Regions from separate parts of the Mus musculus genome. Here regions 1, 2, 3, 4 and 6 are each linked to region 5. A link is a contact called in public promoter capture Hi-C and targeted proximity ligation data. All regions are on one chromosome and are shown on one strand. The core of a region is the stretch at or near the end of the contact, and the rest is flanking DNA. Distances in the headings are between cores, read along the strand shown. Region 1 holds the start of Batf2 (basic leucine zipper transcription factor, ATF-like 2). Region 2 holds the start of Snx32 (sorting nexin 32). Region 3 holds the start of Tm7sf2 (transmembrane 7 superfamily member 2). Region 4 holds the start of 4930481A15Rik (RIKEN cDNA 4930481A15 gene). Region 5 holds the start of Scyl1 (SCY1-like 1 (S. cerevisiae)). Region 6 holds the start of Majin (membrane anchored junction protein).

Region 1 (3,723 bases), core at 870-3,369, 390 kb after region 5:
CCATCCACCTCTCAGGGAAGCTTGCAGGGCCATTTAAGGTTAAACATTACCCTGTACCCATCCCCGCCCGCCACTCCCTCTCCCTTCTGAAGATCAAGCCATAAACACCCCCCTTTCCTCTTCCTCTGGAGATGTGGTCTCCCAGGAGGAGGCGCCCCTGTAGACTGTCCAGTTCTCCTGGAAGCCCCTGGTCTAGGAAGTCAAGGAGTCTAGTTAGAACTGCAGGCTGAAGCAGGGACACTGGGCCCTAGTCTTCTCAATAGGTGTTTTTTGGGGTGACGTCATACCCAAGCTTCCTCCAGATTGTTCCCCTGTGGAGTTCACAGACAGGCTTAATGAGCCCCTCAGGTGCTGCATCCAGCCAGCGCCCTACCCTACCCGATGTCTGGGAGACAAAAATAATTCCAAGAAATGGGTAGCCTAGGTCAACCCATTTCAGCCCCTGCCCCCAGGGCTCTCAGAAGCAAGGTGATAGGGTCCTGCTGGCACGTCCAATCTCATCGACCCAACAGTTTCAATTATGAATATGTCAGCGATCCTAGAATCCAGATCCACTGCAAGTCTCAAAGAGAAGATGCACCAGGCTGGGCAGTGCTTTCTAATAGGGAAGGGCTCTCTTCATCCTGTTCCTCCCCTTCAAACAGCTCTGTGGACTAGGAATGACTTTATCATCCACAGCAAAGGGATCACACACAGAAGGTATGGATGATAAATTTGGTGGGCAGAGCACCAGGGCTCATCTCTTAAGGCTCAAGCTGGCTTCAGGACCAGTTCTAGAGATGGCAAAAGATTCCTGTGTTGCATAACTCTGGTCATTACAGACATCACGACATGGCAGACACTACTAATCAATTGCAGTCTTTTTATTTTTATTTACTTTACTTATTTATTAAGAGACACCGTCTCTTCTAACCCAGGCTAGACCCCAATTCTGTGTAGCCATAAACTGCCTTGTCCTTCTGGTCCTCTTGCCTCCATTTCCCAAGGATTATAGGCATCTGCCACTGTGCCCAGATTTAGCACTTTTTGTTTTTTAAATATAAACTTGGACATAAAGATTCCTTTAAAAGTTTTATTTTGTGGGCTTGAGAGATGACTCAGCGATTAAGAGCACTGGCTATTCTTCCAGAAGATCCAGGTTCAGTTTCTAGCGCCTACATTTTTGCTTATAAATATCTGAAACTCTAGTTCCAGGGGCTCCAGTGCCCTCTTTTGGCCTCTGAGGACACGGGGCATATATGTAGGGCAGAGACATACATGCAAGCAAAACACTGGTATGCATAAATTAAATTTAAAAAGTTTAAATTCTTCATCATCAGTGGGACAGGGTCTCATCATTTAGCCCTGGTTGTCCTGTAACTTACTCTGTAGACCAGGCTGGCCTTTAACTCAGATACCTGCTGGGCTCTGCCTCTGAGTCCTGAGATTTGGAGGTTCGTGCAGTCACGAGCACTATCACGCCAGCTCTGATTGTTGATTTTTTGCATGAGTCCAACATCGGTCTCAGAGAGTTTGGAGTGGTCGTGTTGTCACAGTTCTTTTGTTATGCCTGGGAACTTTTATATTTTGAGAATTTTTAGTTCTTACTATGTAGCCCAGGTTGGCTTCAAACTCATGAATGATTCTCCTGCCTCTGCTTCTCCAGTGCAAGTACCACACCAGGCACACCCAGCCGCAGGCCTGGAAATTTGCTCCACCCTACCCATACCCTTCATAGATAAGGAAACCAAAGTTCAGAGAAGGTGAATCACCTTCTCAAAGCTGCACAGCTCCAGTGTGGACTGTGAACCTGGACTTTCTCAGAGACTATGGGGGCTCCTTCACGCACCCCACCCCAACCCCGCTTTTCCTCTAGGTTCTGTCCCTGGCATCCTGCCAGCCCTCTCCAGGATACGGTCTTGTTAACTGCTCCCATCTACCCTCCACCATCCTTCTTCTAGAGAAGGGGCCTAACCGGAAGGCTGCTCTTGTTAGGAAGTTCCACCCACGTGAGTGAGCGTGAGCGAGCAAGAGCCAGGGATTCTGGGCAGCCCATGGTTTTAGGAGAAACTGAAACTGGGTGTGCTAGGGGCGGAGTGGCCACTGGGGATTTAAAGAGCCACCACTTCCTTGGGCCTCCATAGGTCACTGGGAGGGGACAGCTGCTGAGGGGACATCCAGGACCAGACTGAACCTCTTTTCCCCTTGCCTAAGCCATGCAACTCTGTGGGAGTAGCGAGCTGCTGACTGAGACAGTGAGTACAGGGGACTAGGAAAGAAACGCTATGGAGAGAGACAAGGAAGGCTGCAGTAAGGTCACCATGATCTGTGTGACCTGGGAACTGGGCTGCACACTCCCATCTCACGGTTTAGTTCCTCCTGGGCACTGGAATGACTTCCTGGCGCTCACACTGCAGACCAGTCTCCAGCTTTGAACTTGGACCCTGCATGCGTGCGTACTGCTTCCTCGCAATCCATTTGCTCTCACCTTGCAGCGTTTCCCAGATCCTTCCCTTCTCTCTCTAGTCTCCCAAATCACAGCTGCCTTCTTTCCTCGCTGACTCTGTCTTTCTCCAGCCTCTATTCTGGTCTGAAGTTTGCCCTGAGGAGGATATAGCCACAATCCAAGGGACATGCAGAGTCCTCAGCCAGAGTGGCTGGAGTCTTGCCTGAGGTGGAGTGACAGAGACAGGGTCCCGCTCTAGGCATTTGACTTCAAGTTCCATTTAAGTTTTGTGGTCCCCGGGGTTGGAGGGCTCAGAGCTCTCAGGAGCAGTCCTCTCTGCCCAATGGAATCTCCATCAGTTCTAGGCAGCCGCCCCACTGCCCTGTGAGTGAGCATGGAGTCTTGTAGATCTCTTCTGTGCCAGGTAGGTGACATTCCTGCTTTGAGGAAAGATCTCGTGTATCCCAGGCTGGCTTCAAACTCACTATGTAGCCAAGTCTGGCCTGAACTAATCCTTCCATTACATCTTGCCATTTTGCCTAATTTTATTTGTTTGTTTTGTCTCCTCTTCCTACTCCTCCTTTTTCTTCTTCTTTTTCCCACTTCTGTGCCCTTCTAGTTTTGTGCCTGGTGCATAGTAGATGTTTAATAAATGTTTGTTGAAGGGATGGGGAGATAGCATAGTCAGTGAAGTACTTGTCTCGGAAGCCTAAAGACCTGAGCTTGGTCCCTAGCATCCATAAAGCACCTGGTTAGGTGGCAAGCACCTGTAAGCCCAGCCCTGGGAGAGGGGCGCTTGCTGACCAGGCAGCCCAGTCTTACTGGTGAGTCCCAGACCAGTGAGAGACTATATCTCACAAACAAACAACAAACAAACAAACAAACTAGGTGGGGGCCAGTTAGGAATGCTCACTGCTCTTGGAGAGGACCCGAGATTGGTTCCCAACACCTTCACGGGGCAGCTCACAACCAAATCACCTGTAACTCCAGCTCCAGGGGACTTAACACCTGCTTCTGGTTTCCAAGGGTACAGACACTCACATGCATACACAGGTCACCACATATACACACAACTTAAATTAAAAGAAGGCAGATGGCTTCTGAACATGAATGATACTTAAGGCTGTCCTCCTACAGTGTACACACACACACACACACACACACACACACACACACACACACAGAGGAAATTAAATGTTGTTTCAGTAAGTGAGTGCCAGCCCCTTTAGACTGAGTTGAGGACAGGCACATGGGATCATATCAGACCCTGACCCTGCTGCCTTTGTGGGGTTGTGGGC
Region 2 (3,620 bases), core at 159-2,658, 260 kb before region 5:
AAATAAATCTTTGGATCAGAGCGAGTGAGGCCGGAGCAAGCGGGGCCAGAGTGAGCAGAAGTCCTGAGTTCAATTCCCAGAAACCACATGATGCCTCACAACCACAAGTACAGCTACAGTATACTTATAAACATAAAATAAATAAATCTTTTAAAAAATAAATTTATGTATTTATGACAAACTCTCACACTGTAGTTCCAGCAGGCCTTAAACTCGTGGTTATCCTCCTGCCCCACCCTCATAAGTGCTGGGATTATATCTGGCTTCTAATCACTTTATAAACATGTTCTAAGCATACACACACACACACACACACACACACACACACACGGCATATGTACATATATACATCCTTTTACTATTGAGACAGGATCTCACTATATAGCCCTGGCTTGCCTATAACACTCTATGTAGACCAAGCTGGCCTTGAACTCATAAAGGTCTTCCTGTTTCTGCCTCTGCTTCTACCGCTGAAATTCCAGGATTAAAGGTGTGTCTCACCATGCCTGGCTATTTATATACATTTCTATATGAACATGTATAAACAGAAAGCCATGGCCAGCCCTCCAAATTCCATTTGAATCCCAAATGCCACTTCTTGGATTGTGTGACACTACCAAGGCAGGCTTTCTGCCCTCACTCCCCCCCTTCAAACACAGGCAGACTAGCTCTTTGCTGCAGCAGGACCCCTTGTCCTTGGTTTTCTTCTTGATGTCTATCTCTACTCTCACCCACTCTGCTTGACAGAGATGTGACTTTCAGAACACAGCACAGCAGCTCCATCCCCTATCTCTGTCCCAGCTCACTACACTCCTACCTCAAGTGAGAGTTGATGCAATCCAAAACAATGAAGCTCCCCAATAACTGCTGACTGAGGCTGAGAGGAATAAACGAAGAATGGATGGATGGTCTTACAAATATATAGGCACGAATACACAGGTGAGCCTGTAAACTCAACAGGACTCTCTCACCCTTCTCAGTCGCTTGCAGACTGCCTTGTTCTCCCCCATCACGACAGTACTGAGTTGATTTGGGGGAGGGGGCAGAGGCGGGATTCCATCTATGCAGGCTGGGACAAAAATCCTGATTATCTTTGCATCCTCAACCTGGCCCTATGCAGGGGCCTTAGAAGCGCCGCATTCCCGTGCTCAGATCTCTCTCCCTGCTTGGTATGGTATGATGAAGTGAGGTGGAGTAGGAAGACGTTTTATTTCCTTCCTTTACCTTACTCTCATTTCCAGCTTCCTGATGTTGCTCCTCCATGGTGCTCCTTAGCTGGGATATACAGGAATCCTACGACAAGCCACGGCCTGCGCGTTCCAAGAGCTTGGGTGAGGGAACCTTGTAGGGATGCTATCAGCTGACATTGACACTAGCTGCGGCCTCCCTGGGTGGGTCCCATTGCCCACAGCTGCTCCTTCTGATTAGACAGCAGTTTTACCACATGAGCCTCTATTGGCTTTGAGGCCTATCAATCTTACGTGGGCATTTAAGCGGCACCAGAAAGCCGGACCAGGATAGGCCAGGGCCTGAGGGTAGAGGTCACGTGTCAGTCCCGCAGGTGGACCCCTACGAATCCGGCCGTTCCGGGACCCGCCTTCTTCTAACGGGCACGAGCAGAGGCGCACATGCGCACTAGGGCAGCTTGGCGCCACCAGGCGGTGGGCGGGGCGGGGAGTCCGGAGGGGGGGCGAGGGTTGGGAGGGAGGTTTGGGTAGGGAGGAATGGGGAACTCGAGTGGGTCAGGGGGTCTAGGGACGAGGGCAGGCTGCAATGTCTGTGGAGAAAGCGCTTCCGTTCCAGTTTTCACACCCGGGCCAGAAAGTACGGAGTAAGCAGCTTAAGGAGCCGCGGGGACGCAATAAGGCCCGGATACCCCGCGCCCATATTCTTCGGGGGGACCAAAGGAAATCGCCACCGAAGTCACACTGCAAGAAGGCGCAAGTGAGAGAGAAAGAGAAGGTGTGGGTACCCTGGAATGGACTCATCGTGATTGGGAAGAGAGTGGAACTCTTGGACAGAAACGTGCAAAAGTCTAACCCAAAGTTGGAATCTGAGGACTGGAAGCTGGAGGGCACCGGGAAGAAGTTCTCAAGAGAGAAATCGGGCCTGCAACAGGAGGCAGTGGTCGCGAAGCTCCTGAGCAGTGTAAGAAGGGCGGTGCAGGCTCGAGCAAGTTTGGAGTATGACAGCCCAGAGATTTGGAGAGAGTTGGAGGATAGACTCAAAGCTGGTGTAACTACGAGTGCAGAGATGACTGCAGAGCGTGGGGAAAACTTGAAATCTAGGGACAGGTTGAGGACCACTGGAGGGGACTTGAGGTCCAGAGGGGATCAGCTGAGGCCGAATGAGGAACTGGAGTCTAGTGGAGAGAACTTGAAAAAACGGGTACCCATTGGAGACAAGGTGGTAGGCAGGGGAGAGAAGCGGAGGTCTTCTGCTGAAAAAATGGACAGTAGGGAGAGGCGGGGGTCTGTTGTAGAGAAAATGGACAGTAGAGAGAGGCGGGGGTCTGTTGTAGAGAAAATGGACAGTAGAGAGAGGCGGGGGTCTGTTGTAGAGAAAATGGACAGTAGAGAGAGGCGGGGGTCTATCAGAGAGAAGACGGACAGTGAAGAGAAGCGGGGATCCATTAGAGAGAAGGCGACAGAGAGTAGACAGAGGCGGGGGTCCATCAGAGAGAAGGTATCAGACAGTGGAGAGAGGCGGGGATCCATCAGAGAGAAGATGTCAGACAGTGGAGAGAGGCGAGGATCCATCAGAGAGAAGATGTCAGACAGTGGAGAGAGGCGAGGATCCATCAGAGAGAAGATTTCAGACACTAGAGAGAGGCGGGGGTCCATCAGAGAGAAGGTGTCAGACAGTGGAGAGAGGCGGGGGTCCATCAGAGAGAAGGTGTCAGACAGTGGAGAGAGGCGGGGGTCCATCAGAGAGAAGGCAAAGTTGAGTAGAGAGAAATTTAGATCCAGTGGAGAGAAGCTGAGAACTGGTGATAAAAATTCAAGATCCACTGAAGATCTACTGGAGTCAAATATTGAGGAGTTGGAGTCGGCTGAGGTGCAACTGAAAGAGCACTCGAGAACAGGAAGTGCCTCGGAAGAGACTATTGAAAGAGTGGTCAGTGTTACTGGTGGTGAAGGTGAGATGGAAAATCTGAGTCAGGAAATTCCTTCTGAAAGTGTAGAAGGGATGGATGGCCACGGAGGAGCCAAGACAGGGGCAGAAACTGATAGTCATGTCTTGGATGGAATGAGAGAGATTGCTGATGCATCTGTCCCTAAGGAAGAGCAAGACACACTTGGAGAAAGCCCCAAGGAGTCAGGTGGATGAAAAAGTGAAAGTGAAAAAGGAGATTGGAGTATCTCAAGTAAAGGAGAAGCTGGAGCCAAGGACTTTGTTGGTCTTGAAAGAGTGAATATGAATGAGGAGTGTGGACCTCAAGGGAGCATGGGAGCCCCTGGGCATGGAGCCAAGCCCACAGTGAAGAATGGCAGAGAGGACAATGGAAACATTTTAAGGAGAAAGAAACAATATTGGGGCGAATGCTAAGAAGGACACTGTTTCCTGCTTGAAGAACAGTTTGAGAAATGGGTCAAGGGTGGCTGGATTTTGACAGACAT
Region 3 (3,654 bases), core at 370-2,869, 300 kb after region 5:
TGCCCACCCAGCAATGCTAGCCCACTCTGCTCTTCTCCTGGCCCAAGTCCAGCAGAATTAAGTCCAGCATGTCAGCATACCCAGCCAATGAGGCCAGGTCTCAGCTCACAGAAATATTTGAAGTCAAAGGAACCGAGGCGAGGGTTCAGCTCCCGTCCAAGAAAGAAGTCATACATGGAATTTCCTGGGGAACAACAGAAGGTGAAGGCACACCAGGTATGCATGCATCCCACCTACCTCATCCCTACCTCACTGGGACCCTTCTCACCTGAGTTTCCCCCAGGAGCCAGGGCTGAGGCAGGAGCTACCAAAGCCTTCGCATAGAGGAGGAGGCTGAAGATAAAGCTGGTGAGAGTGGTCGCAAAGGCCAAGGGCAGGAGCATTCCAGGGAGTGCCCCCAGGGGCAGCCCCACTGACACCCCCAGCCCCATCAACAGGGCTGTTAGCACCAGAGCCTGGAAGCCTGAACCACAGCACAGAGTGAGCCCTGGGGTGGCTTGCATACTTCCAAAGCCAACACACACACACACACACACACACACACACACACGCAGTTCTGGGAGAACATTGGCCATTGGCCTGGAGCTGAGTAGTAGCAAAAGAGGTAGATGCACGGCGAGGTTCCCATAAGGGCACAAACATGTCATCAGAGCTGGTCCATAAACCTCCCACCACCCTTGGAACCCACCCCAACCCATGTTAACTGCGATTCAGGGAGGGGGGGGAACCCCAGTCACCATTAATAGGGTAGCGCAGGCGACTCTTGTCCTTCAGTTCCAGGCCTTCGGCCACCTGCGGGTACAGGGCAGGTTTTATAAGAGCTGGGGATGACTTCCCAGGCTCCAGCCCTCCCTGCACCCTCCTCCCTGGTGTGTTAAAACAGATCACACACCTTGCGTGCAGGCAGCAAATAGAGCGCCACCTGCAGGCCGAGCCAGATGAACAATAGCAGCAGAGCCCATGGGCTCCACAGCTCCTCCAGCCCAGGCAGATAGGCCGGTAGGGCCAGGAGGCGCGCCGGGCCCGAGCGAGCCGCCAGGAGCAGGTGGAACATGGTGGCAGGCAGCAGGATCAGTAAAGCCGCGACGCCTGGAAAGAGGGCCACTGTGTAGCGTGACTGCTCCCAAGAGCTCTCTCAAGTCCTCGGGCGCCTTGAGTCACCTGCCTGCTTAGCAGTTTCCCAGCGCCATACTCCTATCTTAATTTTCATCTTGTTCCTCTGCCCTCTGGCATTCCCAAAGACCATCCTGCTCTCCCAACTGTCTTTCATTACACAAACTCCCCGCTGTGCTGCTGTCAGCACTCCCTCCTCTTCTGCAGACACCCCGACACCCGCGCACCGGATCCTTCTGCTCCGAGCCTTCTATAGAGCTCGTATCCTATCCTGCTCCCGTTAAGTGGCATCAGGTCAGCCTCCACCCCAAACCTTCCCATTTACCCAACGGCCCCCCGAATTCCAGTGGGGCCTGGGAGGCCTCACGAGAAGTCATGATCTCTGCTTTGCCGGGGAACAATGGTTCACAAAAGTCGATCAAGGAAACACAAACCGCCCCATGCCGGGTTATGGCTCTGCATCAGACACGGAGGTGGAAAAGCTGCTGCTCTTGTTCATTGATCTTTAAATGGACGCGCCCTCTGCCCACCCTGGGCCCAGCACAGTAGCCAATCAGCGCTGGGAGGCGGGCCCCATGCTGGCGCCTCAGAAGCTTCGGCACTGAAACCCAACCCGGGCGGGTCCCGCCCCTGCAGGCAAGAGGAAGGAGGAGGACACATAAGTTTATTAGAAGGATCCATGAACCCGCCAGCGGGGAAGGGCCTCTAGGATGAGAACAGGGCACAGGGAGGACAGGGCGATAGGGCTACTACGCGACTCGTTGGCAGATTCTAGCCGCGCTCGCAGATGACCTCGACAACACTAGGTTCCATGGGCACTGGGTCGGGACAGCGCAGAGCAGCTGAGGCTACTACTTCGTCCAGCAGCAGGTGCACTAGCTCCTCATCAGCCACAAAGCGCCACAAGTAAAGCTGCAGGAAGTGGCAGTCCACCTGCACCTGCTGCAGCCCAAAGCGCCCAAAGGTGCGTAGGCGCACACACTCCAGTAGTGTCTTCAAGCTGATCTTAATGATGCCAGTCAGCACCGACACCTGCAGGTGGACACAGGGATGCAGCTCAGGATTGCCGTCTTTTGGGGAGGAGGATACATCCAAATTCTGAGCAGAGGCAAGGGAGATAAAGACAGAAATTTCTAGGGCTCAGCTAAGAAGGGAACAATGCAATGTTGCCACCATAAAGGCGAGGGCAGGTAAACCCCGGTGGTCAGATCAGAGATGGGGCCTCATGAATACGATGGGCAGCAGTCACCACTGACTACAAAGTAAAATGGAGGAAAGATATTGCTGAGCTTGGGCTTCGGAGGGGCAGAGATCAAGATATGAGTGGGAACCCCCGATGACTAAAGACTAGTTTGGAGAGTAAAGTGTGGACAAGGTGGTTTTGCTCTGGACCTAGAGACAGAGATTACGTAAAGTGATCTTTAATTCTGCTCAGATGTGGTCCTAGGGCTCTCTGGGTTAGTGTGGGAGCCACCCTTCCCCTGGGATGTAGAGGAGAAGGTACTTCAGACCTTGTTGAATTCCACGGGGCTGAACACATCGATCCGTTCAGAGAACAGCTTCTGAATATTGCTCAGGAGGTTTGTGTCCATGGGAGCACTGGAAGGGGGAAAGAAAGAGTGAGAGGCCACTCTGCCCAGCCTCCCTCTTCTGTCTCTCAGGGAGGCTCCTAGCAGCCTGACCTGGGTGTGTAGCTGGGTGCATAGCGGCCCTGCTGCCGGGAGCTGCTGTACACAGAGAAAGTCCTTTTGCTTGAGTCACTGCTCTGGGCCTTCCGGACACCCTCTTCATACAGGAGCCCCACCTGGGGGAGAAAAGATGCGCTGCAAGGTCAGAGCATGGTTACTGACAAAACCTCCCCTCTCTGCTGGTTGAAGAATCCTAGGTATGGTCACCACCTACACAATCAGGGGAGTGGGAGCAAGGCAGGGAAAACCTAGTCTGAAACCCAGTTTTTAGCTCATCCCTGCTTCAGCTTTTTGGGTGACTTTGGGCCTGCACATCCCACAGGTATGAAATGAGGCTTCTAGTGGCACGACATGGGTACAGCCAGACCCCTTTTGTCTTGGTCCTTGGAATCCAGCATGCATTGGGGTTCCAGCAGCCGGCCTGTGGCAGCACCTGGACATCAATAGCTGTAGTGTCCTCCACCACACGCTTCATGACAGCACGCACGTTCCTAGGCTCCAGAGTACTGAGCCAGTCCCGGGTCTCCACACTCTTACGTAGCATCTGGGATATGACCAGGCCTTGCACCTTCACATAGTGAGTCAGCAGCCGCCGTGCTGTCTCTCTGGCCTCTGCACACAGTGTGCTCACGGGTGTAACGGGAGACTGGTCCTAAGTCACAAAAGCAGAGGACAAAGGTTGCAGGTATTAGAGACAGACCAGAAACCACCACCAATGAGGAGGTGAGCAAATCTTGGGAAACTGAGGCTGAGATGAGTGCAGACCACCAGTCTGGTTCCTGTGTTGACAGCATCATGCCCTTTCCCCTCTCCTGAGCCACTTCACCTGCACCAGAAACTGTTCATCAGTGAG
Region 4 (3,750 bases), core at 879-3,378, 360 kb before region 5:
GACGGCAAGTGCCTTTACCTGCTAAGCCAACCACCTTGCCACCCAGGAGCCTGGAATTCTGGTGGCAGCAGAAGTTAGCAGAGCTCCTGAAAAGTCCTGTTTTCTTCCTGTGTCTACCCCAGCTGCTCCAGCTGCGTGGATGATGCCCATCAGCTGCCGGGGCCCATCTCCCTGCTTAGTTCACTAAGACTCGTGGTCTAGCTTCTGGAAGCATCTGTGCTCTATTGACTACTTAGTCTGGTGACGTTGACACCCAGAATTAACCATCATAGAAATTATTCTATTTGTTAAAGGCAAGGTCTTATGTTTTGAACACTGGCCTCAAGCTATATGTAGCAAAGGATGGATTTGAACTCTTCAGCGCCTGTCTCCACCTCTCATATATTGGAATTACAGGCAGAAGTTTCCAACCCATTGCACTTTTGCCTGAGACAGGTTTGTTTGTTGTTTAGGGTTTTTTGTTGTTTGTTTTCAAGAGAGGGCCTTACTCTGTAGCCCTGGCTGTCCTAGAACTCACTCTGTAGACTAGGTAGGCCCTCCAACTCACAGAAATCTGCCTGCCTTTGTCTCTCAAGTGCTGGGTTTAAAGGTATGTGCCACCAAGCCTAGCTCTTGAGATGTGTTCTTGCTGTGCAACCCAGGCTGGCTTTGAGTTCTTGATCCTCTTGCCCAGGCTCCAAGTGCTGGAACTGTAAGTGTGTGCCACATTTTAATTGTTTTTAATTTTTTAAAAAATATTGACATTTTTACTTGATATGTATGGGTGTTTTACCCACAAGTATATCTGTATGTATATCACATGAATTCAGTGCCTGCTGAGGTCAGAAGAGAACACTGGATCTGGAAAGGAGTTACAGTTGTGAGCCTCCATGTGGGTGCTGGGAACCCAACCGAAATCCTCTGGAAGAGCAGCCAGTGCTCTTATCCTCTGAGCTGTCTCTCCAGCCCCAGCCTGATCCACACTCTGCCACTTTTGACCCTCATCCTTGTCAGAAGTATGAATGGATTCAAATTGGATTCTATCTATCTATCTATCTATCTATCTATCTATCTATCTATCTATCTATCTATCTAAGAAAGAGTCTAATGTAGCCCAGGCTAGCTTTGAACTTGCTATACAGACAAGGATAAACTTCAACTTCTGATCCTCCTGCCTCCACCTCCCTAGCGTGGAGATTACAGTGCTCGCCACTGTGCCTGGTTTATTTGGTGCTGGACCCTTAACTCAAGGCTTCTTGCATCCCAGGCACGCACCCTGCCTCCTGAAACGTGCTCCCGGTGCAAGGGTAGATTTCTTAGACTTTTACACTTATTTATCTATTTGTGGATAGGCTGGGGTGTGTGGTCTGGGATGCATGTGACCACTGGGAGGATAACTTATAGTCAGTTCTCCCCTTCTGCCGTGTGAGTCTCAGCTGTCAAGCTTAGGTTGACGTTATGTTTCGTGGCTCCTTTACCCGCTGAGGTGTCTTGCCAGCCTCTAGGGTAAATTTTGAGAGAGTGAGTTGGTAATGACATCAGTTTGGAAACAGCTGGTATCCTGCTGAGATCTCAAACCTGAAGCTACTAAACTGTCTTCTTTCCCTCTTCCTGTCCTCCTCCTCTTCCTCCTCCTCCTCCTCCTCCTCCTTTTTTATGTTTGTTTTTTTTTTCAAGACATGATTTCACTGTGTAACTCTTATTCGCGTTCTCACGACCGGCCAGGAAAGAACACAACAAACCAGAATCTTCTGCGGCAAAACTTTATTGCTTACATCTTCAGGAGCCAGGAGCGCAAACCCCCAGCCCCAAAAGCGAAAGCCACCCCAATCTTACATCTTTAGGAGCCAGAGCTCCGGCGCGCCAAAGCGCAGAGCGCGCTCTATTGTTTACATCTTTAGGAGCCAGAGCGCCGGGCGCGCAGAGCAAGAGAGAATGGCCGAAACCCCGTCCCCTTTAAGGAGGAGTTATCCTTCGCTTAGGACGCATCACTCCCTGATTGGCTGCAGCCCATGGCCGAGCTGACGTTCACGGGAAAGGCAGAGTACAAGTAGTCGTAAAATACCCTTGGCACATGCGCAGATTATTTGTTTACCACTTAGAACACAGGATGTCAGCGCCATCTTGTGACGGCGAATGTGGGGGCGGCTCCCAACATGTAACCTTGACTGGACTGGAACTCACTCTGTAGACCAGGCTGGCTTCAAACTCAAAGATCCACCTGCCCCTGCTGGGTGCTGGGACTAAAGGCCTGCACCACACGCCTGACTGGTGAATTGTCTTCTAATTCTAAATCTGGTACTAAGTGCTCTAAGAAAGCTCAAGAGGCTCACTGGTGTTGTGGTGGCCCAGGGCGTCAGTAGTGCCGTGACCTCCAGCAAGCGTATGGCCTGGCAGTGGAGACTGACTAACCCTAAGGTAAAAAAACGGATCCTGTGAGGGGAGCCCCCATAGAATGGGTCTGCGTGTGCCAGAGGGAAGAAAATCAGAGCCATCGAAACATAGGGGCTACCATTTGCTGAAGTTGGGGTCGATCTGGAAAGGTGTCCCAGAAAACACAGGCAGCACCCACAGATAAGAACAGCTTTTGTAGTTTAAACTCTTTAAATGTGTAAGGATGTTTTGCTTGCGTGTATGTCCGTGCCCCACATGCCCAGAGAGTCCAGAAGAGGGCGCTGGTCACTGAAACTGAAGTTACAGATCGTTATGAGCCGCTATGTGGGACCTGGAAGCTGAACCCTCTGTGGTACACTCTCCCATCTGTGGTACACTCTCCCATCTGTGGTACACTCTCCCATCTGTGGTACACTCTCCCATCTGTGGTACACTCTCCCATCTGTGGTACACTCTCCCATCTGCTGAGCATCTCTTCCTGCTGGAGTAGCTTTATCTTGCTGGAGTAGCTTTATCCAGCACCTGGAGGAGCCAGTCATGCCCACTCCTCCTTTACCACCGTTCTCCTCCCATCCCTTTACAATAGGAGAGCAGGAGTTTGGAGTAGAGGGTGAGGATAGGAAGGACGCTTCCCTCTGTGCTCGATGGTAGGGGCTCCACTGGCCAGGAGAGCAGCAACTGTGTTGTTCTAAATCAAGTTCAGAGAGGCGAACACAAAGTAAGAGTGAGTCAAGCTCAGAGATCTGACGGTGACGTAAAACCAGTCACTTTATTTTAAATCACTCATTCATTTGTTCTATTTATTTTTATTGTTATTGTGTGTGCATGATAGGAAGGGGGTGGCTACTGCCACAGCATGTATGTGGGGTCAGAAGTCAACTTTGTTCTCTCTTGCCACTTTCATGTGGGTTCTGGGAATTGAACTCATGTCATCCGGCTTGCACAGAGAGCACTTTCCCCATTGAGTCACCTCACTATCCCCTATTTTATGTTTTAGGGGGGTCACCTCCACTATCTTACTCTGCAGCTCAGGCTAGCCTCAAATTTTCTTAAAGGTGTGTGCCTTCATGCCAGGCTAGCAGAGATTTCTTTAGTGACTTTAGAAGACTCCAACACTGGCTGCTAATGGGAAGTCAGATGGGGGTGGGTCCAGAGAAGACACTCGTCAGGGAGACTGTCACACACTTGAGCTGAGGGGTGCTGAGAGAGAAGAGCAGAAGTCAGGATGCCTTGGGGTCAGGAGAGGTCACGGAGACCAGGCTAAAGTGACCAGCACAGAGATTGTGACTTTTGAGGTGGCGCACACCTTTAATCCTAGCACGTGAGAGCAGAGGCAGGCAGATCTCTGTTGTGAGTTCAGGACCAGCCTGGTCTACC
Region 5 (3,809 bases), core at 165-2,664:
CTCCAACACACAGCTTTCAAATCCAGAAGCACCGAACACCCAAACTCTGTCCCTCTTAGCCAACCACCTCCTCCTGAGATCCTGCTTCCCCTGCCAGGCAGGCAGCAAGGGAAGGGGTTTCCCAGCGGGTCTAGGGGTCGCCAGAGTCCAGGAGCCTCAGTGCGGGCAGATCAAGGTACGGTGACCTCGGGCACCCACCACTTCTCTCTGACTGCTCTGCTACTGCTGTCAGCCAGCTCCGGGGGATCATACTGCTCGAGCTCCGGGATCCCCTTGCTGGGTGGTCCCCCGCCGTTGCCCTGTGCCGAGTACATGTAGTCCAGACCCCCAAGTTTCCACTCGCCAGCCCTGTCCACAAACACAGCGGCCATGCAGACATTATTGTGGATGAGGTTGCAGTCGTTGACCAGGAAGCTGAGGGCTTTCACGATCTGGTGTAACCCCCATGACAGCTCCTGCTCCTTCAGGCCACCTGCTTCTGCTCGTGCCTTGAGGTATGTTCCCAGGGGGGTCACAGCCTCTGTCACGATGTGGAGGCACTTTTCTGTCTGAGTAAGAAAAGGGGTATCAGGGCACGGTGCCAGAAGAGGAAGGGAAGATGAGGGGCGTGACAGGGAAAGAGGCAGTGGAGAAGATACCAAATCTGAAGCTACTGAAGCACTTGGGTACAAAGTGAGGGCCTGAGGAGAGTAAGATGGGTAGATCGGGCGACAGGTACCTCCAACCCATCGATATAGGCCAGGATGTTGGGGTGTCGGAGAGTTTTGAGGCGTTTGAAGGCAGCTTTGGCCACCTGGGTCTGCTCTTCAGCTCCCGGTTTCACATCATACACGAAGATGGACACTGCGCTGCCTGTGGCCTGGTGGAGGACAGACAGAGCAACCTGAGAGGCACGGGCCGGGTGATCTCTCCAACCTGCCTGGGCTACAGCAGCTCCGAGCCCATCTCCAAAACAGAAGGGAAGGGACTCCAGCCAGTCTCGCCCTAGGACAGCCCTGAAGGAGCTAGCCAGGCCCACGTGACCCCCGTCCGGTTTGCTTGTCCGTCCCTCGGTCCTTCCGCCCGCCACGTCGTCACTGCTCGCCCCGCTCCCCAGCCCGTTGCCGGGATTCTCGGTCGCCGCCACGTCAGGCCCGGCGCGACACAGCGAAGCCGGCATACATAGTAGGAAAGGCCGAGGTCGGCCGCGGCCTTCGGAGCAGCGCAGTATCTCACCTTTTTGCGGCCTCGGTGCAGGATCCAGGGCCCGGGCGGCCCGCCTTCGGGGGGCTCAGGGCTCAGCTCGAACGGGAAGTCCCGGACCGGGTCCCGGGCAAAGAACCACATCGTCGCCGCCGCCACGGGCTCGGGAGCCTCCACTCCGGGTCCTCCGGCCGCCCGAGCCGGGGCGGGGCGGGGCGAGGGCGGAGCCAGTCTGGTCTATGGGCGGGGTTTGAGTTGGGGCGGAGCTTTAGGGTGGGGCCTTGCGGGAGTGAGGCTGGACTGAAGGCAGACCTCCCTGGGCAGGGCGGAGCGTGACCGGAAGGGTGAGCCAAGATGGTCATCTGAATGCTCCCAACTTGTGGCCTTGTATAGATAGAAAAATTGAGTGTGATAGAGAGTAGTGAGTGCAACCGTTGTAGAATGAAGAGGGGAGGGGTTCAGGAAGTGAGCGTGACAATAGGGCCTATCTAAACCTGGGGGGGCAGGGGTGGAAAGAGATGGGGAGATAGAAAAGAAAGGCTACTAGTGGCAGGCAGTATGATTGGAAAGTAATAGTAGTGAGGAGAATGGTTATTGCTCTCATTTTTTAAGATATATTTATTTTATGTATATGACTACACTGTAGCTGGCTTCAGACACAACAGAAGAGGGCATCGGATTCCATTACAGATGGTTGTGAGCTGCCATGTGGTTGCTGGGAATTGAACACAGGACCTCTGGAAAAGCAGTCAGTGCTCTTAACCCCTGGTCTCTCCAAACTCCAATGGTTATCTCTTAAGCCAAACGCTCCTTCAACAGGCAATGGGCAGATTTGGGGTTCAGCGAGGAATTTAGTTACTACAATAAAGGTACTTGAGACCTTGAGAGTGGGGTTGAGGTGGAGATAGGCAAGGGGTGACACAAATGTCCTGAGAGGTCTGGGAAACTGTTGTTAGAGAAGTATGTCCAAAGTGGACATGGGTGCTGGCCAGAGTCCTGCAGGAGCTTGAAGCTGGGAATGATGTTTGAGTCACTGAGCTGAGCTGGCAGTTGGAACATGGCAAAGCCAGGAATAAACCTTTTCTTCCAGAATGTCTCTCAGCACCCTCTGTTGGCCCACAACCTCCTATAACTCCAGTTTTAGGAGCGCCAATACCCTGTGATAGTTTGTATATGGTTGGCCCAGTGTACTCCTATTAAGAAAATACCTCTGTGATGGTTTGTATATCCTTGGACCAGGGAGTGGCACAATCTGGAGGTGTGACCTAATGGGTGTGTCATTGTAGGTGTGGGTATAAGATCCTCACCCTAGTTGCTTGGAAGTCAGTCTTCCACTAGCAGCCTTTGGATGAAGACATAGAAATCTCAGCTCCTCCTGCGCCATGCCTGCCTGGATACTACCATGCTCCCACCTTGATGATAATGGACTGAACCTCTGAACCTGTAAGCCAGCCCCAATTAAATGTTGTTTTTTATAAGACTTGTCTTGGTCATGGTGTCTGTTCACAGCAGTAAAACCCTGACTAATACAGAAGTTGGTACCAGAAGTGGGGTATTGCTGTGATAGGCCTGACCATGCTTTTATTTGAAAGAATGTGGATTTTGGGACTTTGGATTTGGAAAGCAGTAGAATGCTTTAAATGAGGCTTAATGGGTCATCCTAGTAGGAATATGAAAGATTTTGTTGCTGGGAGTGATTTGAACTGTGTTGACCTGGCCCAAGAGATTTCAAAGGAGAAGATTTTCAGAATGTGGCATTAAGACTGGTTTTGTGGTATTTTGGTGAAGAATGTGGCTACTTTTTGCCCTTGTCTGAAAAGTTTGCCTGAGGCTATTGGTAAGCCTAGTTGGAGTGGAACACCCCAGTGTATTGGAGATGTCAGTACCATGGGATGATTACCAAGAACAGCAGCCATAGTGGAGTGGATCAACCTGAGCTTAGAATGCTACAGAGGGCAGAGCTGGAAAAGTGATGCCAGCCCTTAGGAGGAGTCCAAAAGATCAAGTGGAATCCCAGACACTGAAACAAGAAGCTGTAACATTGAAATTGCCTTGGAGACTCAAAGATGTTAAAGATGCCAGAGCCATGGGATACATGCTGAGGAAAGCTGCTAACAGGGAGTGGAACCAGCCCAGGAGAAAGCAGTTTGTTGCAGTCAACAAAGATGAGAAAGGAGTGGAGATCTGAAGACGGCTTTGACATCAGCCATGGAGATGCAGAGTTTGGAATTTGCCCAGCTGGTTTCCTGCCTTGCTTTGGGGATTACAGTTAATTAAATTGAATGAATCTCTGAAGAAACCTTGAACTTTGGACTTTTAACATTGTTGCAACTGCTATAGACTATGAGGACTTTGAAAGTTGGACTAAATGCATTTTGCATTATGCTATGTTTAAGTATGGCCCCCATAGACTCATGTTTTTGAACAAGTCTATGGGGACCAGGGAGTAGAAAATGATGGTTTGTATATCCTTGGACCAGGGAGTGGCACCATCTGAAGGTGTGGCCTTGTTGGAATAGGTGTGACCTGGTTGGAATGGGTGTGTCATTGTGGGTGTGGGTATAAGATCCTCACCCTAGTTGCTTGGAAGTCAGTCTTCCACTAGCAGCCTTTGGATGAAGACATAG
Region 6 (3,493 bases), core at 106-2,605, 410 kb after region 5:
GAATCTCTGATCTACCATTCTGCCTCTCCTGCCTACAAGCCCACCCCTTTCCAAGGACAGGATTTGTCCTGGGAGTTCCTGTGAACAAAGGATCAGGGTATGGTTAGGCTTATATTTAGGCTAAAGGAGACAGGATAGTAGGCTGGCCTTGAACTCAGCTCTACCTGTCTCTGCCTCCCCTGACTTGGATTAGTGGTGGGCCTCCATGACCAGCCTTCTGTTTTTAGAGGCAGGGTCTCATGTATCCCAAACTCCTGTGTTCTCCAGGATGACTCTCTGGTCCTCTGCTCCTGAATGCAGGATTACAGGGAGCTCCAGCACCCGCTCAGATATGCGCCGCTGGAGCCTTGTGCATGGTAGGCAAGCACCCAACCAATGAGCTACATCCCAGCCCATGAGGTCCTCTTTAGATAAAACAACTCCACCCCTGAGATCCAGTTTCCTAAGCCAGTAGGTGCTTAATGGCTCTAAGTATGAAGAGGAGGCATGTGGAAGGGCTGAGGGTGGGGAGGGACAGTCCTTACAGAGGGAACAGCAGGTTAAGCAGAGAAATGCAGAGCTTGGACAATGGAGAGCCATGGGTCCATCTCCCACAGATGCGGGCCCATCATCACCAGTCCAGCACACTAGGCTGTGTAGGCAAGGATGCCAAATTCCCTAATGATTCAGAACATAAAACCCGACCAACAGGAAGCAGAATACCATGACTGATCAAGCATCCTGACTTCATAAATCCTTTCATTTCCTGGTTGGATTAAATCAGACTACAAAAGATCTGCCCTAGGGTCTGGCAATGAGGATGAAAGGCAAGCATACACCACAGTGCTGTGTATGGAGAGTGCCTGGCACAGAGGAGAGACCTCAAAGTAGTTTTACCCGACTGGAGCAGGTGCGCAGGTGGGAAGAAAGCAATGCATGCGTAAATCTCAGTGTAAAACGCTCTTGGGCATCCGGCACATCATTCCCAGAACCTACATGGTGGAAGGAAGCAAAATGCTGCTTGTAAAACACACACACACACACACACACACACACACAAGAATGGGGTTTTTTGTTTGTTTGTTTTTGGAGACAGGGTTTCTCTATATAGCTCTGGCTGTCCTGGAGCTCACTTTGTAGACCAGGCTGGCCTCGAACTCAGAAATCCGCCTGCCTCTGCCTCCCCAGTGCTGGGATTAAAGGCGTGTGCCATCATGCCCGGCGCGAGAAAGGTTTTTTTCAAGAAACAATAATAGTAGTTAAGGGATAGGTCATGAGGCTGCGCGTGACGCTCAGAAGTTAGGTGTTCTTGCGCAGGCTTCAGTTTTGTGAAACCCCGCCCTGCCTCAAATCTGCGCGTGCGCGGAGGATTTGGCGGGAAGTTCCAAGGCTTCGCTTGTGCACATCAAGCTAAAGGCCGAGTTCAGAGGAGACCGACGAGAACCTGAGTCCCTGGCCCGCAGTCTTTTGACTTCGACGTCCTCTCTTGGAAAAAAAAAAAAGATTTCTGAGCAGAAAGTCAAGCGTGGCCACCTTTCTGAGGTGCTGGAGGAACCCTAGTCAGTGTGCGAGCGACAAGTGTGGCTGTCAGCGCCTGAGCGCTTCGAGGCTGAGGTAACCGCCGCCCCGCTGCTGGTGTCCCCGGGCTTTGAGCGGGTTCCGCCTTGGAGGGAAGTTTCTGGGCCGGGCCCCACACGCAGCCTCTGGAGGACCCTGGTCCCTGAGGCCTGGCTTGGGGATTGCCCAACCCGGCCGTTGGCTATAAGGCCTTGAAGGGCAGGCTGGGCACTGGTGCAGACTGGAAGCTTGAAGAGGGTGGAGAGCTGGGGTGGCAGTGGCAGGGAATGGCCGCCATGAGCCTCCAGAGGGTAACCAGCTCAGAGATGATGAGAGCTATGTCTTCTGGGCTAGTGAGGAGTGCTCTTCAACCCTCTCATGTCCAGGGTGGTGCCATGTTTGCCTAGGACACCGATCCAGCTTTCTCAGACACTGCCCCCACCCAGTCCTTCTGTACAGAAACTTCCAGATAGTCAAAGGAAGTGTTCATTCTGGCTTTTAACTACTCCCTAACCCAGGTTTAATAGCGGCGCACACACACACACACACACACACACACACACACACACACACACACACGACTTTTTCATTGACATGCTTCCTGTCACATGTTTTGTTGTTTTTTTCTTGTGTTTTGGTTTGCTTTGCAGTCTTTGTTGCTTGGTGGTTTTGTTCATTTCTTTATTTTTTGTTTGTTTTGTTTGTTTGTTTTTGGTTTGGATACTCATGGAATCAGGGTCTCATGTAACCCAGGCTGGCCTGAAACTCAGCACATAGTTAAGGATGACCTTGAACTTCTGATCCTGCCTCCACCCTGAGTGCTAGGATCATAGGGATGGACTACTGACATATTTTCTGGGGCTGGAGAAATAGCTCATAGATTAAGTGCGCAGGTTCCTCTTAGAGGAACCAGATTTTGATTCCCAGCACTCATATGGGGGTCCACAGCCATCAGTAACTTCAGTTCCAGGGGATCTGATGTCCTCTTCTGGCCTTTGTGGGCACCAGGCTCAATGTGGTGTACTGACATATATAGAAGCAAAACACTGATATACACAAAATAATAATAGAAACAATTATATTTAAAGAAAAATATTTGGAGAAATTTCTTTCCTAAAATCCCCTGTTTCCCCAGGAAGGGCGTGTGTGTGTGTCTTTGGTTAGGTGTTCAGGTAACCGGGTATCTCTCAGCAAACTGGGTTTGCTTTTTTTTTTTTAACATTTCTTTTTCTTTTTTCATTTTCATGTATATGTAGTGTGTGTATGTGTATTCACATGTGTACGAGGCCTGAAGTTGATGTTAGAATTTGGCCTCCATTACTCTTCAACCTCACCAATTGAGGTGATGCCTCTCAATCAAACCTAGAGCTTGTGAGTGCAACCAGTCTTGCTAGGCAGCTTGCTGTGGAGATCCCTGTCTCTACCTCCTGAGGCTGGCATTCCAGCTCACCAGACATTTACATGGGTGCTGGAGGCCCTAACTTTGGTCTTCACACTTGCATGACAAACACTTTCATCTCTGAGCTATCTTGTCTACTTTCTTTCCTTTTTTAACAACAGGGTCTGACTCTTGAGCCCAAGCAGTCTTCACACTCATAACACTTCTCCTCCTTCATCCTCCTGAGGGCTAGGGTTTCAGGTGTGAGCCATGGTGCATAGCCACAGGAGTCATCTCTGACTGTCCCTGTCCTTCACCTGGTCAAGTCACTGGATCATGAGTGGGCATCTTTCAGGTCGCTCTACACTGCAGTTCTACTTTTATCACTAAAGACCATCCTACTGATAGCTTCTGTCTGGAACAACAGGAGTCTATGTAATGTGGTCCTGTTCATCTCTTGTTTTGAGTTGTCTTCAGTACTGTTCTGTTGCTGTGACGAGATACCATGACTAAGGCAACACTTATAAAAGAAAGCATTTAATTGGGGCTGGCGTACAGTTTCAGAGGGTTAGTCCATTA

Evidence for each region. Promoter capture Hi-C pulls out the DNA fragments that hold promoters and counts their contacts. Capture Hi-C pulls out chosen DNA fragments and counts their contacts.
Region 1: a promoter capture Hi-C map of pre-B cells shows a contact between it and region 5, with 4 times the contacts expected there. A contact is called at or near these places in 3 of 39 promoter capture datasets (hematopoietic stem and progenitor cells, liver and pre-B cells) and 1 of 9 other capture datasets (liver).
Region 2: a targeted proximity ligation map of microglia shows a contact between it and region 5, with 7 times the contacts expected there. A contact is called at or near these places in 4 of 39 promoter capture datasets (HPC-7-derived erythroid cells, the SN4741 cell line, embryonic stem cells and 1 more), 107 of 484 Hi-C or Micro-C datasets (the AML12 cell line, B cells, the BV-2 cell line and 54 more), 20 of 130 datasets of targeted methods (astrocytes, bone marrow-derived dendritic cells, bone marrow-derived macrophages and 11 more) and 4 of 9 other capture datasets (adipose tissue, embryonic stem cells, liver and 1 more).
Region 3: a promoter capture Hi-C map of pancreatic islet shows a contact between it and region 5. A contact is called at or near these places in 6 of 39 promoter capture datasets (the 3T3-L1 cell line, the SN4741 cell line, embryonic stem cells and 2 more), 2 of 484 Hi-C or Micro-C datasets (the HL-1 cell line and stem cell-derived neural stem cells), 5 of 130 datasets of targeted methods (SST interneurons, acute myeloid leukemia, large pre-B cells and 2 more) and 4 of 9 other capture datasets (adipose tissue, embryonic tail, liver and 1 more).
Region 4: a targeted proximity ligation map of extraembryonic endoderm stem cells shows a contact between it and region 5, with 6 times the contacts expected there. A contact is called at or near these places in 3 of 39 promoter capture datasets (liver, neutrophils and pre-B cells), 1 of 484 Hi-C or Micro-C datasets (B cells), 2 of 130 datasets of targeted methods (embryonic stem cells and extraembryonic endoderm stem cells) and 2 of 9 other capture datasets (liver and pancreatic islet).
Region 6: a promoter capture Hi-C map of pancreatic islet shows a contact between it and region 5. A contact is called at or near these places in 3 of 39 promoter capture datasets (hematopoietic stem and progenitor cells, neutrophils and pre-B cells), 1 of 130 datasets of targeted methods (large pre-B cells) and 1 of 9 other capture datasets (pancreatic islet).

Annotation. Positions count from the first base shown.
Region 1 is chr19:6,162,320-6,166,042 of GRCm38.p6, forward strand. Batf2 (basic leucine zipper transcription factor, ATF-like 2) reads left to right here and starts at 2,120. Exons shown (of 3, transcript NM_028967.2): 1 at 2,120-2,234. The coding sequence starts at 2,196.
Region 2 is chr19:5,509,109-5,512,728 of GRCm38.p6, forward strand. It overlaps Snx32 (sorting nexin 32), which reads right to left and starts at 1,409. Exons shown (of 13, transcript NM_001024560.3): 1 at 1,225-1,409. The coding sequence starts at 1,263. It also overlaps the pseudogene Gm31166.
Region 3 is chr19:6,066,231-6,069,884 of GRCm38.p6, forward strand. It overlaps Tm7sf2 (transmembrane 7 superfamily member 2), which reads right to left and starts at 1,620. Exons shown (of 10, transcript NM_028454.2): 1 at 1,439-1,620; 2 at 893-1,089; 3 at 738-792; 4 at 269-463; 5 at 81-184. The coding sequence starts at 1,490. It overlaps Vps51 (VPS51 GARP complex subunit), which reads right to left. Exons shown (of 10, transcript NM_001081041.1): 6 at 3,628-3,654; 7 at 3,235-3,453; 8 at 2,796-2,917; 9 at 2,625-2,712; 10 at 1,612-2,145. The coding sequence ends at 1,885.
Region 4 is chr19:5,404,687-5,408,436 of GRCm38.p6, forward strand. 4930481A15Rik (RIKEN cDNA 4930481A15 gene) reads left to right here and starts at 2,129. Exons shown (of 4, transcript NR_027938.2): 1 at 2,129-2,397.
Region 5 is chr19:5,770,005-5,773,813 of GRCm38.p6, forward strand. It overlaps Scyl1 (SCY1-like 1 (S. cerevisiae)), which reads right to left and starts at 1,415. Exons shown (of 17, transcript NM_023912.3): 1 at 1,216-1,415; 2 at 719-859; 3 at 199-548. The coding sequence starts at 1,326.
Region 6 is chr19:6,182,990-6,186,482 of GRCm38.p6, forward strand. It overlaps Majin (membrane anchored junction protein), which reads left to right and starts at 1,356. Exons shown (of 11, transcript NM_001165919.2): 1 at 1,356-1,593.